2 separate regions of the Mus musculus genome follow, and region 1 is linked to region 2. Evidence: chromatin contacts called from public promoter capture Hi-C data. All regions are on one chromosome and are shown on one strand. Each heading gives the region's core, a stretch centred on a gene start, on an enhancer-like site or on the middle of the called end of the contact. The rest is flanking DNA. Distances are from core to core; before and after follow the strand shown. Region 1 holds the start of Slc39a3 (solute carrier family 39 (zinc transporter), member 3). Region 2 holds the start of Uqcr11 (ubiquinol-cytochrome c reductase, complex III subunit XI).

Region 1 (6,180 bases), core at 2,981-5,480, 630 kb before region 2:
AGCTTTGCGCTCTTGGAGTAGGTTATCCTTGCAGGAATGAGAAAACGTCCCTCTAGCCTGAAGTGGCTCAGCTGGCCACCCATGCACAAGTCACAGAGGGACCCCTCACAGGACCTGGCTGGCACAGGCTCACAAACTTTCCCTACAGGAGCTGGGGCCTGCGGATGAATGTGCACAGTGCTGCCTGCAAGGTCATTCTCAGAGCTGTGAGCTCCTTTCGGGAGGTTGGTTCCCACCCCCCTCCCTGTCCTGTTCAAGGTCCAAACTACTGAGCCAGCTTCACTCTTGCCATCTCAGCACTAGGGAGGCTGAGGCAGGAGAATCAACTTTCAGGCCAGACAACTACAGACCTAAGCCCTGTCTCAAAATTCAAAAGAGTTCAACAGTTTGCATGCTTACTAGTGGCTAGACTAAGCTTCCTTCCCTCCCATTACTATTGTCTGTGTACATTTGGGGGTTGTGACGATAAACATTCATGTGACAGTACTCCTTACATTTGGGATCCTCTGCAGATCTGCAGCCCCAGCCAAAAGAAGGGCAGCTTTCCTTGTGCTGCCTTTTCCTGGAATGTTCTGGAGTGACAGCCCCTGCGTATTCTCTGTGTGTTTCGAGTCATTTTGAGTATTGCATACTCTTCCACTGTATGAATTTACCACAGTATTTTTTTTATCTACTTCTCAATGAATATTAGGGTTTTCAGCTTGAGAACTCCATAGTTTATATATATTTTAATATAATATATTTTTATACATATGGTAGTTTTGTCTGCACATCACTTTTCTGCCCAGGACCACAGAGGCCAGAAGAGGAGGTCAGATAACCTATGACTGGAGTTATTAATGGTGGTAAGGCACCATGTGACTGCTGAGAATTGAGTCCAATTCCCCTGCAAAGGCAGCCATGCTGCTAACCACTGAGATGTCTCTAGAACCAGTTATATCTATAGAAGAGTTATTTTTTTTTATTTGAGTGTGTGAGTATTTTGTCTGCATGTATGCCTGGTGGCATGGAGGTCACCATCCATCGTCAGATCTCCTGAATCTGGAGTTATGGATGGTTGTTAGATGCCAGTTTGTATCTTTTTTTTTTTTTTTTTTTGAGACAGGGTTTCTCTGTGTAGCCCTTACAGGCCCTGACTGTCCTGGAATTCACTCTGTAAACCAGGCTGGTCTGGAACTCAGAAATTCCCCTGCCTCTGCCTCCTAAGTGCTAGGATTAAAGAAGTGAGCCACTACTTTCCCCGCTCAGTTTGTATCTTTTAAAAATCTTTATCTATGTCCCAATTTGTAGTGCAGGCTGGCCTCAACATCTCAAATGTCAGAGCTTCTGCTGTGAACCAACTCCCAACTCCCTTTGTTTGTTTTTCTGTCTTAGAGTTTCATGGCTGTGAACAGACACCATGACCAAGGCAACTCTTGTAAAGGCAGACACTTCACTGGGGCTAGCTTACAGGTTCAGAGGTTCAGCCCATTTTCATCATAGCAGGAAGCATGGCAGCATCCAGGCAGGCATGGTGCATCAGCAGCCAAGAGTTCTACATCTTCATCTGAAGGCAGCCAGGAGAAAACTGAAATTTCACACTGAGCAAGCTTGAGCATAGAAAATCTCAAAACCCACCTCCACAGTAGAAATTCCCCCAACAAGGCACCACCTCCTAACAGTGCCACTCCCTATGGCCAAGCATTCAAACACGTGAATGTACTGGGACCATAGCTATTCAAACTACCACAGTCTTTCTATGTAATCCTGAATGTCCTGTAACTTGCTATATAAATCAGGCTGGTCTTGAACTCACAGAGATCTACCTGCCTCTACTCTTTCCTGAATGCTGGGAGAAAAGGTTTGCACTACTATACCTGGTTGATCCCAGCACTTATGAAGTAAATGTTGTAATTGTTATTACTTCTACTACTTCATGTATGTTTGCACAGTGGGGGTACAGCACATGTATGTGACATGTCATGTATTTGGAGGCCAGAGAACAATTCAGAGTCTGTACTACTTTTCCAACCCTGCATGGTCCCAGGCATTGCAATCTTGTGAGCCAAGTTCCTTTGATCCACTGACCCATCTCAATGTCTCCCTAGCCCTTCCCTGTAGGGCATCATGTGGTTTTGCCTGGCCTTGACCTTAGGAATTAACCGAAGCTGACCTCATCTTCCTGCCTCAATTTTCCAAGTGCTAGGATATGTTTATTTTAGACCTGTTAAAAAAGATAAGTTGGTTGTGTTATCCCAGGACTTGAGAGGCAGAAGCAGGCAGATCTCTGAATTTGAGGCCAGCCTGGTCTATAAAGCAAGTTCTATGACAGCCAGGGCTACACAGATAAATCCTGTCTGAATAAAACAAAACTAATGAACAAACAAAAAATTTAATTAGTTTAGGATATTTGATATAGTGACTTGATGAACTCAGCCATAATTCATATGATGCTGTCAGCCATGTTTGCTTCAAATCTTTGAGTGAATATATATTAGTTTCTATTGACTAGATACACAGAGCTGTGGCTGCGCCATAGGATGAGTATACACTGGACGCCCATCTGTACTGTCTGTTAGCCAGGAAGGAGAAAGTCCCCAGGCGTCACTGTTCTTCACACAATGGCTTCAAATCTGCTGGTTTAGAAATGACCTTTGCTGGGCTTGGTGGTGCACATCTTTAATCCCAGCACTTGGGAGGCAGAGGCAGGCGGATTAATGAGTTGGAGGCCAGCCTGGTCTCCAGAGTGAGTTCCAGGACAGCCAAGGCTGTCCTGAGAACCCTGTCTTGAAAAACAAAACAAAACAAAAGAAATGACTTTTATCTGGAAACACCCCAACTCTCCAACAAAATTCAAGCAGATCTATAGTTAGTTAATCCAAACAATAGAATACTATTTAACAATTAGAAAGGAGGACTGAACACAGCTCATCAGTTAAGAAGACTGACTGGCTGCTCTCACAGAGAATGCAGGTTTGTTTCACACATTGTAGCTCAGGACCACCTGTGACTCTGACCCAAGGTCATGCAACACTTTCCTCTGACCTCTTTGGGCACCAGAGACACACATGGCACTTAGACATGCAGGCAAAGCATTCATACACATAAAATCAAACCAAATAAATCTTTAAAAAAATAAGTTATTTACTTATTTAGATGGACAATGGTGGCGCATATTTTTTATTCTGAGCACTCTGGGAGGCAGAGGCAGGCATATCTCTGAGTTTGAGGCTAGCCTGGTCTACAGAGTGACTTCTAGGTCAGCCAGAAACCCTGTCTCAAAAACCAAATAAATAAGTGAAAATACGAGAAGCTCATGTCACATACATCAGGGTAGGCTCATGTGTTAGTGTGCTGTGCATGGCTCTTTTGATACAGTGTCTCATTCTGTAGGCCAGTCTTGGAAGACAGAGTACATGGATCTTCTGCCTCAGCCTCCAGAGTGTGCTGGGATGACAGACATACATCACCATGTGTAAAACTATAGTGTTCTGTAAAGCTTTGATCTGCAGTGAATGAAGCGTCTTTGTCATCTTTGTTGTCTAGCACAGTAAAAGCACGGTTTACACAGCATACATATTGTGTGAGGTGCTCTAGATATAGCAGGAGGCCAGGTATGGTGACTCACACCTACAATCCAAGCGCTCGGGAAGCTGATGCAGGAGGATTCTGAGCTTTCTGCATGCCACCCAGCCTGGGCTGCTCAGCAAGACCGTAGCTCAAACAAATGAATGTAAAAATAAGGCATACTGTGTAGTATCTGTAGGCTCTACTCAGGTGCCATGTCACTTCAGGAGACATTTCCTAGGCTGCAGGTATGGGTAGAATGATTACATTGTTAGTAACTGTAGTGATTGAGGGGCACAGTAGACCTCTTGAGCTTGAATTTATTCTGGCTATCAATAGATATTTGGTGGACGCCTGTATCTTCTTAAGCCGCGAGGAAAGACTTCAAGAATGTTCCATTCGCTGTAGGAAATCGCTTCCTGCCAAGCCTCCAGCCACACTCATTCAGTACCACGCGACCCTGGACAGCTCCGGGATGGAGGCCCTACTTCCGGAACTATGTTGCCAAGTAGTGTTTTCTATCGGAATCATTTGGTAGCTGCACTCATGTTTAGAAAGGAGAAAACTGCTTTCCGGAGCCAGTAGGCGTTGCAGAAGGATTGGCAGCAGCATCGACCAATGGACTATGAGTTCTGTCGAGTGGCACTGACAGTGTCCAATAGACGCTGATGTGGGCGGGGCGTAGGTAGCAGCTCGCAGCCCCGGGGGTCTCGGCTGGTCCGCTGCGGCGGGGTCCGGACCGCGGGGCAGTTGGCGGCAGGTGGCACTGGCTGGAGGCCTGAGGAGCTGTCAGAGGTACAAGAGGGGTCAGGGCGTGGCCTGGGCGTGGCGGGCTTGGGGCAGGGCGGAGCCGAGGGCCCTGGCCGACCGTGCCTGCCTGTTCACAGAGTCTTTGCTTCAGTGTGAGGCTGAGTGGAGCACACAGTAGGCGCACAATAAGTGATTAAGGAAAGACTGAGCTTGTCGCCCGCCAGCCCTGCCCCGACTGGCCCGATTTTGAGAGCACCCGAGGTATCCCTACCTGACCCTGTCTTCTAGCATCAATTGGGCGCCTGTTGTATGCACTTTGCCTTGTGTTCACAGCAGTGGAGGGAAGGACTTTAAGGGAGTTATTTTTGTTGTTAATTTTTTAAAAAATTATAGTAATTATGTCCTTTATAATATTCCTCTAGAATATTTTAATTTTAAAGTTTAACTTAATTTTAACCTTATTTATTTCATCCTAATTTTCTTTCGTATTTTATTTTCATTTTTTTTTTTGTTTTTGTTTTTGTTTTTGTTTTTTTTGTTTTTTGAGACAGGGTTTCTCTGTATAGCCCTGGCTGTCCTGGAACTCACTTTGTAGACCAGGCTGGCCTCGAACTCAGAAATCCGCCTGCCTCTGCCTCCCAAGTGCTGGGATTAAAGGCGTGCGCCACCACTGCCCGGCCTATTTTCATTTTTAAAATTTACTTTCCTTCTTTTTTTTTTCGACAAAATTTACTTTTCAAATTTATTTTATGTGTCTGTGTTTATGCACATGTGTGCAGTGCCCAAAGCGGCCAGAAGAGGGGAATAGATAGATCTTTCTAGGCTAGAATGGAACCTTGGTCATCTGCAAAAACAGCCAGTGCTCTCAACTGCTGAGAGTGTCTCTGCTGCTACTATCTTATCTTATTATTTCATTTCTTTATTTATATTTCTTTCCAAGTCAGGGTTTCTCTTTGTAAACCTGGCTGTCCTGGAACTCACTTTGTAGACCAGGCTGGCCTCGAACTCAGTAATCTGCCTGCCTCTGCCTCCCAAGTGCTGGGACTAAAGGCGTGCGCCACCACTGCCCGGCTGTATTTTCTTTTTAAATTTTGTTGTATTACTTTATTCTGAAGTAGGGTCTTCCTCACTGTCCAGGCTGGTCTCAAATGTGTAGCCGTTGTCCCGCCTCACCCTCCTGTGTACTAAGATGATAGTCACATCCCTTCAGACCGTGTATGTGCACACGTGAGGAGCCTAAACTTCCATATCAGTGTCTTCCTTGATCGCTCCCATAATTTAACATTTTACATATATGTGTGTTTTGCTTCTTTTCATGGCTGTGCACCTGTTGGGAACAAAATAAAGGGGGACCCTGGGGGCCCTGGGGAAAAGTGGGGGAGGAAAAGGGGTCTAACGTCCTGCTAGGGTTCCTGTGCTCTGGGCAGGCAGATGCAGGCAGAGCTGCCGGACGCTTTTCCACAGGGCCCAGGGTGAGCATGCCTGACTCATTTAAGAGCTTTATTATAGAAATGCAGGGGAGAGAGAGAGAGAAAGGGAGAGAGAGAGAGAGAGAGAGAGGGAGAGAGAGAGAGAGAGAGAGCGAGAAAGGGAGAGGGAGAGGGAGAGAGAGAGAGATTTATGGTCTTCCCTGTTGCTAGGTAACTGGGGAGGAGTTTAGCCTGAAGGTCAGAAGCTTGGGCCATTGCTTACATGACTACTGACCATGCTTCTCTTGAGGGGGCTGTGGGAGGTGGTACCTTAGTCAGGGGCCGGAGTTCCAGGAGCATGAGGGAACACCTACCGTGTCATTTAGGTGAATTATAACCATCGGGGTTCAGACCTCAGTTTGACTGGAGACCAGCCTTCAGTTCCCCACATGTACCCCTTATGTGCCTGGTGCCT
Region 2 (6,283 bases), core at 3,056-5,555:
GGTGCAGGACTTGGGCCCAAGTGCTGTTTGCGTCCATGAGCTCTGGCTCAGGGGCCAAGCTTCAGCTTCTGCCTTATATAGGGCAGTACAGCCCTGAATCTATTACCCAAGCCATGAGCAGGGACAGCAAGAAACTAGTCAGCAAAGACAGGGACAACTGAGGCCCCGCTGCCCTCTAAGGCTCTGCCTCCCTCTGTACATGCTGGGAGACAGTGAGGCCTTTGTCCTTCCCAGAGTAACCACCTGGCCTCCCGGAGACATGGTCTAAGGACACACATACAGGCAGATGCCCATAGGGGTGTGTCACCTGCACAAGGCACAGTTGTCCACACTGCAGAGCTGCTATCACTGTGCACATTGGCTGCCACCCACGACACCCATTACAGCACCACACCACTGCCACCAAGTCACCCATGACACCCTTTCTACCCTCACACATTACATACACATAGCACGCAGTGGCCCGGCCCCCGCTGACGGAGGCTCGGTGCTGTGACCCAGCAGTACAGATGAGGTGCTGTCCCTGGAGGAGAAGGACCTGAGGGACCGGGAGAGGCGTATGGCCAATAACGCTCGGGAGCGGGTGCGCGTGCGGGACATTAACGAGGCCTTCCGGGAGCTGGGCCGCATGTGCCAGCTGCACCTCAAGTCGGATAAGGCGCAGACCAAGCTGCTCATCCTGCAGCAGGCGGTGCAGGTCATCCTGGGCCTGGAGCAGCAGGTGCGAGGTAGGCTGCGCCCGCCCCGTCTGTTCCATCCTGCTGGCCAGGGCAGCCTCGGCACAGCCCCGCCCCTCTCTGACCCCACCTGAGGACCGTCTCCCACTGCTCTCTCCTTCCCCACTCCCCCAGAACGCAACCTGAACCCCAAAGCAGCCTGCTTGAAGCGGAGGGAGGAGGAGAAGGTGTCTGGCGTGGTCGGGGACCCACAGCTGGCCCTGTCAGCCGCCCACCCGGGCCTGGGTGAGGCCCACAACCCAGCCGGGCACCTGTGAGCCGTCACAGCTTCTTCGTTGGACCAGGGACCACCATATCTCTGCCCGGGGTGCATCAGGACGGTTCTGGATGAGACAGGTCTCCATCGAAGCATGAGCAGAGAGAGGGCTCTGGGGACACTTCAGGGCCTGGGGAGGGTGGCACTGAACAGCTCCCTGCTTGGCCCCAGTGACCAAGCAGAAAAGTTCCTTCCTCTCGGTTAACCAGAACTGGAAACAAAGCAGCATGCTCCCTTTTCAAAAAGGAAAGAAAGATGCCTTAACTATGTAAGACGGAAGAGTCGGACCGTGCCCTGGCAGGGCGGCCTGGGACTGGCTTCTACTTCAGAGCCACCAGCACATCGTGCCTAAGCATTTTTCGTTTTTTTAAAGGAGAATAAAGGAACATTAGTTTTCAGATTTTTTTTTTAAATGTAGACAAAAGTTAGCAAGAACGAGGCCTTCCGTGTCTTTTTTTTTTCCCTTAGCTTTTTTTTCCGTATGTTTTGTAAGCAACAAATTTTTGTATAAAAGTCTCATGTCTGTTTCTGTTTCTAGAATTTATCGTCATATTTCATGGTCTACAAGGTTATTAAAGTAGCATTCAAAAGACCCAGTGTTGATCTAAGGGTCACCCCTACCCTGAGGCCTGGCACAAGATCTAGATGCTTGCCCCTTCCTCTTCCCATGAACATGAACCCAAGGCCTGTCTGTGCCAGGCATGTGCTCCTTGGCTAAACCATGCCCTCCTCATGTGAAGTGGGCCGTCCTCATGGTCCTCAATACTTGGGTGTCATGCATTAGGGGACCTCTAAAGAAAAGTTGCTAGAATAAGGTGTGTGTGTGTGTGTGTGTGTAAGGATATTAGAATGGCTTACAGGCCATGACCTGGGTATTCTCAACAGCGACAAAGCGACTGTCTCCAAGAATACTGTAGCTATTCAGTGTGCCAGCAGTCCCAATTCAGTGCTGGAGTCCTGTAGGATTCCTAGGGGATGCTGGTCTTGGGTCTGCACTGGAATCCTGAAGAACAGGGTTCTGACACCAGTGAGGGCAAGCAGGCAAAAAGCAAAAGCATTCTCCTTCCATGCCCTCTTATGTGGGCTACCACCGGAAGGTGTGGCCCAGGTTTAGGGGGTCCCAGCACAAGCGTCCCCTACAGGTGTGCCCAGCAGGTTGGGTGAGTTGATTCCAGCTGTAAAGCTGGGTCAGCAGACACATCACACAAGCCTATGCTCCCACAGCTGCCTCCTACATTCTCATCTGTACACTGGTCCTTGGGTCCCCTCCCAAGTATTGTCCCCTTGTTTCAGATCCCAGTGGCATCCTAGTCTCTTGGTAGGATAATGGTGAGACCACCAGGACACACCACAACACTGTTCATGCCTGTTCCATGCTGACCTCTGTCCCCACAAGTTACACTTCCTGAAACACCTCAAAAGCCTCTAGTGAGGAAGATTTTGTTCGGAACCATGGTAACGCCTTGTTATGGCAAATAATCTGTTTACCACTTTGGCTCGGGAACCTGCCACTTCTGGAAGCCATGGGAGGAACAGCTGGAATGAATACAAGACTGCCTTGCCTTATCTCTGCTTTAGTGGCAAACAGGCAGGAGAGTGTGGGATCACCCAGACTTCAGGCTTTTGGGAAGCAATTGACCTGTCTTGGGCCCAAGTGGCTGTGAGTCCCTATGCCCGGGGGTGCATGGCCACCCTCTGACAGTCTCCATCTCCCTGATCTAGACTTACAGAAGTGTAGCTACATCTCTATGAAGTTGGGTCCTCAGGCAACTTACCACTGAGGCCCTCTGCCTTATGACCTTTTTTAAGGTTGCACTGTGTGTGTTTGGCCTGTAGCTTGCCATGCTGGCAAGGCTGGTATTAACTCAGCTCCAGGTCTGTCAGTCTCCCCAGTCCTAAGCATTAAACACGTGGCCACCATACCCAGCTTTGCTTTTTTTAAAGTTTATGGGATGTTTTGTCTGTATATTTATCTGTGCACCACGTGTGTGCAGGCTCTGATGTCAAAAGAGGGCATCAGATCTCCCAGAAATGGAGCTACAAGGGGCTGGGTGCTGCCATGTGGGTGCTGGAAACCAAACCCAACATGAATGAACAGGCAGTGCTCCTAGCCGTACCTGAGACAGGCTTTTGGCTGAACCTGGAGGTGACCAGAGTAGTTCAGCCTTTGGATCCCGTGTCTGTCATCCTATGTTGACAGGGGTTACAAGTGTGGGCCACCACACATGGTTTATGTGGTCCTCATGCTATATGACACACACTTTACCCACTGAACTGTCTCTTCAGCCTGATATCCTTTTGTGTCAACCAGAGGACATGGTCTCCTGAGGGCAAAGAATTTTCCTTGCTCCACAATCCTAAGGGCATGGAACCCCCAACCTAGTAATAAGGCCCGCCCCTGATGTAGCAACTCTGTGGTCTGGTTCTTGGCTAAGGTCAGTGGCATAACTGAACCTACATACATTGGGCCTGTGGGGTCCAGGGCTCCGCAGACACCCATATGCCAGTCGCTGACCATTCAAAAGTGAGGCTGAAGTAACAAGGGACAGACCTTCTATCTAGGCTCCTTCCGGAGGGATGTGTATCTGAGGATGTGCCCGCCTTCTTTCTGCCAGTCAGGGGTGCAGTTAGTGGGTTAGCTGAGTAGTTAAAATGTGCCTGTTCTGGGAGATCAGGCAAAGCAGGGACTTAAGCAGAGAGGGTAACCAATGAGAGTCAGCCTGTGCACCAAAGGTGTCCCATTGCAAAAATCCAAGCAAATGGAGGTTAAGAGGGCACTTGCCATTTGACTGGAGTCCCTCAGCGACTCACCGACAACTTCAAATGTATTCAAAGGTGTGGCCCAACTCGAGCCTTTCCCCTTCAGGGTCTGTGCTCAAGTTCCTCTGGTTTAAATTGATCAAAGATAGGGCTGTGGCTCAGTGGGACGAACGCTCCTCTAGCGTGTCCAAGGCTCTGGGGTCCAGTCCCAGCACTCCCTGTCTACCCCAGGCTTACACTTTAGGAGGTGGAGGCAGGAGTCTGAGGAATTCACGGCCAGCCCTGAATATAGGAGACCCCCATATCAAAAACACCTAAGTATGTGTATTATTAAAGTTATTATCAGATTAGTACTACGTGGTCAAAGTCACACACACTCTCCCCACCCCATCCCCGGTGTTCCAGTGTGCATGGAGCTACTGCTGGGATCCACTGCAACCACAGAACCAGGACAGAAGCGGATCAGTAACGTCTTTCTCTCCTCCCCGGAAGTAGATGTCAATGTCTTCGGCGCCACCCCCGGAAAAGGTGGAGCGATCGCCTTCACGCATGCGCTATACGTCTGCACATGCGTAGTGCTCCAGGGCAGCGGAACGGGGTGACCCTGAGTATTGAGACCCTGCAGCGATGCTGAGCAGGTTTCTAGGCCCGCGCTACCGGGAACTGGCCAGAAACTGGTGAGGAGGTCACCCGCCATTCCACCGTGTGCTCTGGGGACTGGGGAAACCTGAGGCTGTAACAGGCAGAGTATTGCGGGACACAGTGCAGGTGGAAGCTCCGAGGTTAAGCTGCAATCGCCTTCGTTCGGTGTCTGAGGTGCTCCAAGCCTGGGTTTCCCCAGCTTGACCTGGGTAGCCTTGTGTGCGGCTCTGGGTGGGTACCCTGGACTCCTACGGCTCGGAACTCCGACGTGCAGCCTGGCGACTTGCAGCCTTTGGCTTTGATTTTGCAGTCTTTCGTGTACTTCGTTTTTTCGTTTAAACAGTGTTTTTGTAACCCCAAGTTGGTCTGGAACTCCCACCAATCATCCTGCCTCACACTTCTTGAACGCTAGAATAGCGGGCACCCACCCTCACCTGAATGTTTTCTTTGCATGCGTGTCTGTGTACCGTATACGTGCCCAGTATCCAGGTAGGCGAGAAGAGGCCATCGGCTCCCCTGGTACTAGAGCTAGAAATGGTTATGAAGCATGTGGGTGCTGGAAATTGAACCTGGGATCTCTGGGAAAAGGGCCATCTTCTCCAGTTTAATTTTTATTAATAGTTTATTTCCAATTATATGTATATGTGTGGGTTTGTGTGCGTGTAGTACATAGAACCGGTACTACACGCACAGGTGCCGGAAGTCTCCAGAAGATGGTGCTCAGGGTCCATCCACAGCGCCACACAGGGGTTGTCACAGCACTGGGGGTAGAGGGGTGGGGTGGTGGCAGGCAAGAGCCAGGAGTTTATGGCCATCCTCTGATACATAGTGAATTCCAGGTCGGGGTAGGGTACATTGAACCCTGTCTCCATGAATGATGAATGAATGAGTATAGCTATACCATGACTGACCCTTCTGGGTAGGCTGTATGGTATTAGTGGCCGCAGCGGAGGGTGGCATGGATCAGACAGAAGACACCTGCTGGGAGGCCAGGGAGAGGGCTCACCTGTGGGAGATTCCGTTTGTGTGTGAGGCTTGGAGGTGACACTCTGGGTGTCTTAGCAGGGGACAGAGGAGGTAAGGTTCTGGCACTGTTGCTCAGTGGCTGGTATCTTGGTGCTCTGTGTAGTTCAGATTCATGGGCTGTCTACAAACTGTCCACATGGTCCCACTGGGCATAACCAAACAGAGCAGTATCCACATGGTCCCACTGGGCATAACCAAACAGAGCAGCGGATGAACTTTGCCCCCAGTAGCCTGGTCCTGCTGCCCAGGGAAGGGTCTTCTGATGAATCAGCCCCAACTCCCACTCACCTGAGACAAGAATCTCACTGACATCCAGTCCTCGGAAGCCAAGTGCCAGCTGTCACGGTCACATATGCGATGTAACAGGAGTTTACAAGTTTACCACAGTATGTTGCCCATCGTGATAGTGCATGCCTGTAATCCAAAGGCTTGGGAGGCTGAGGCAGGAGGATCACAGGTTCTAGGTGTGCTTAAGTTGCATATTGAGTCTTGTCTCAAAAAACTCTAGGCAAAAAGTAATAATGGCTGTGCTGAGAGTCAAGGACTCAGGCACAGCTCGGCCAAGCTCAGCCAGGCTCAGTTCCCAACCCGTGCCTCGAGCACTCTCCTAGTTTTACTTTCATGTAGGTCTCATGGAACCGGGGCAGGCTTCTAACTCTCTCTGTGACCAGAGATAGCCTTGAACTCATGAACGCACCTGGTTCATGTGCTTGGGATGGAAGCCAGGGCTTCCTGTGTGTCAGGCAAGCTCTCTATCCACTGAGCAACAGCCACAGCCTCCCCTCCACCCTGGTTTTTATGTCATGTATGTGTGTGTGTTGTATTTTATATGTCATGTCTGTGTGTTTGTTGGCACCAGTGC

Evidence for each region. Promoter capture Hi-C pulls out the DNA fragments that hold promoters and counts their contacts.
Region 1: a contact with region 2 is called in a promoter capture Hi-C map of neural stem cells. The contact joins the promoter of Slc39a3 here to the promoter of Uqcr11 in region 2. A contact is called at or near these places in 3 of 39 promoter capture datasets (fetal liver, hematopoietic stem and progenitor cells and neural stem cells), 1 of 115 datasets of contacts at active chromatin or transcription factors (bone marrow-derived macrophages) and 2 of 9 other capture datasets (adipose tissue and liver).

Annotation. Positions count from the first base shown.
Region 1 is chr10:81,035,365-81,041,544 of GRCm38.p6, reverse strand. It overlaps Slc39a3 (solute carrier family 39 (zinc transporter), member 3), which reads left to right and starts at 4,230. Exons shown (of 4, transcript NM_001358898.2): 1 at 4,230-4,341.
Region 2 is chr10:80,404,843-80,411,125 of GRCm38.p6, reverse strand. It overlaps Uqcr11 (ubiquinol-cytochrome c reductase, complex III subunit XI), which reads left to right and starts at 4,305. Exons shown (of 3, transcript NM_025650.2): 1 at 4,305-4,430. The coding sequence starts at 4,381. It overlaps Tcf3 (transcription factor 3), which reads left to right. Exons shown (of 19, transcript NM_001164149.2): 19 at 852-1,585. The coding sequence ends at 994.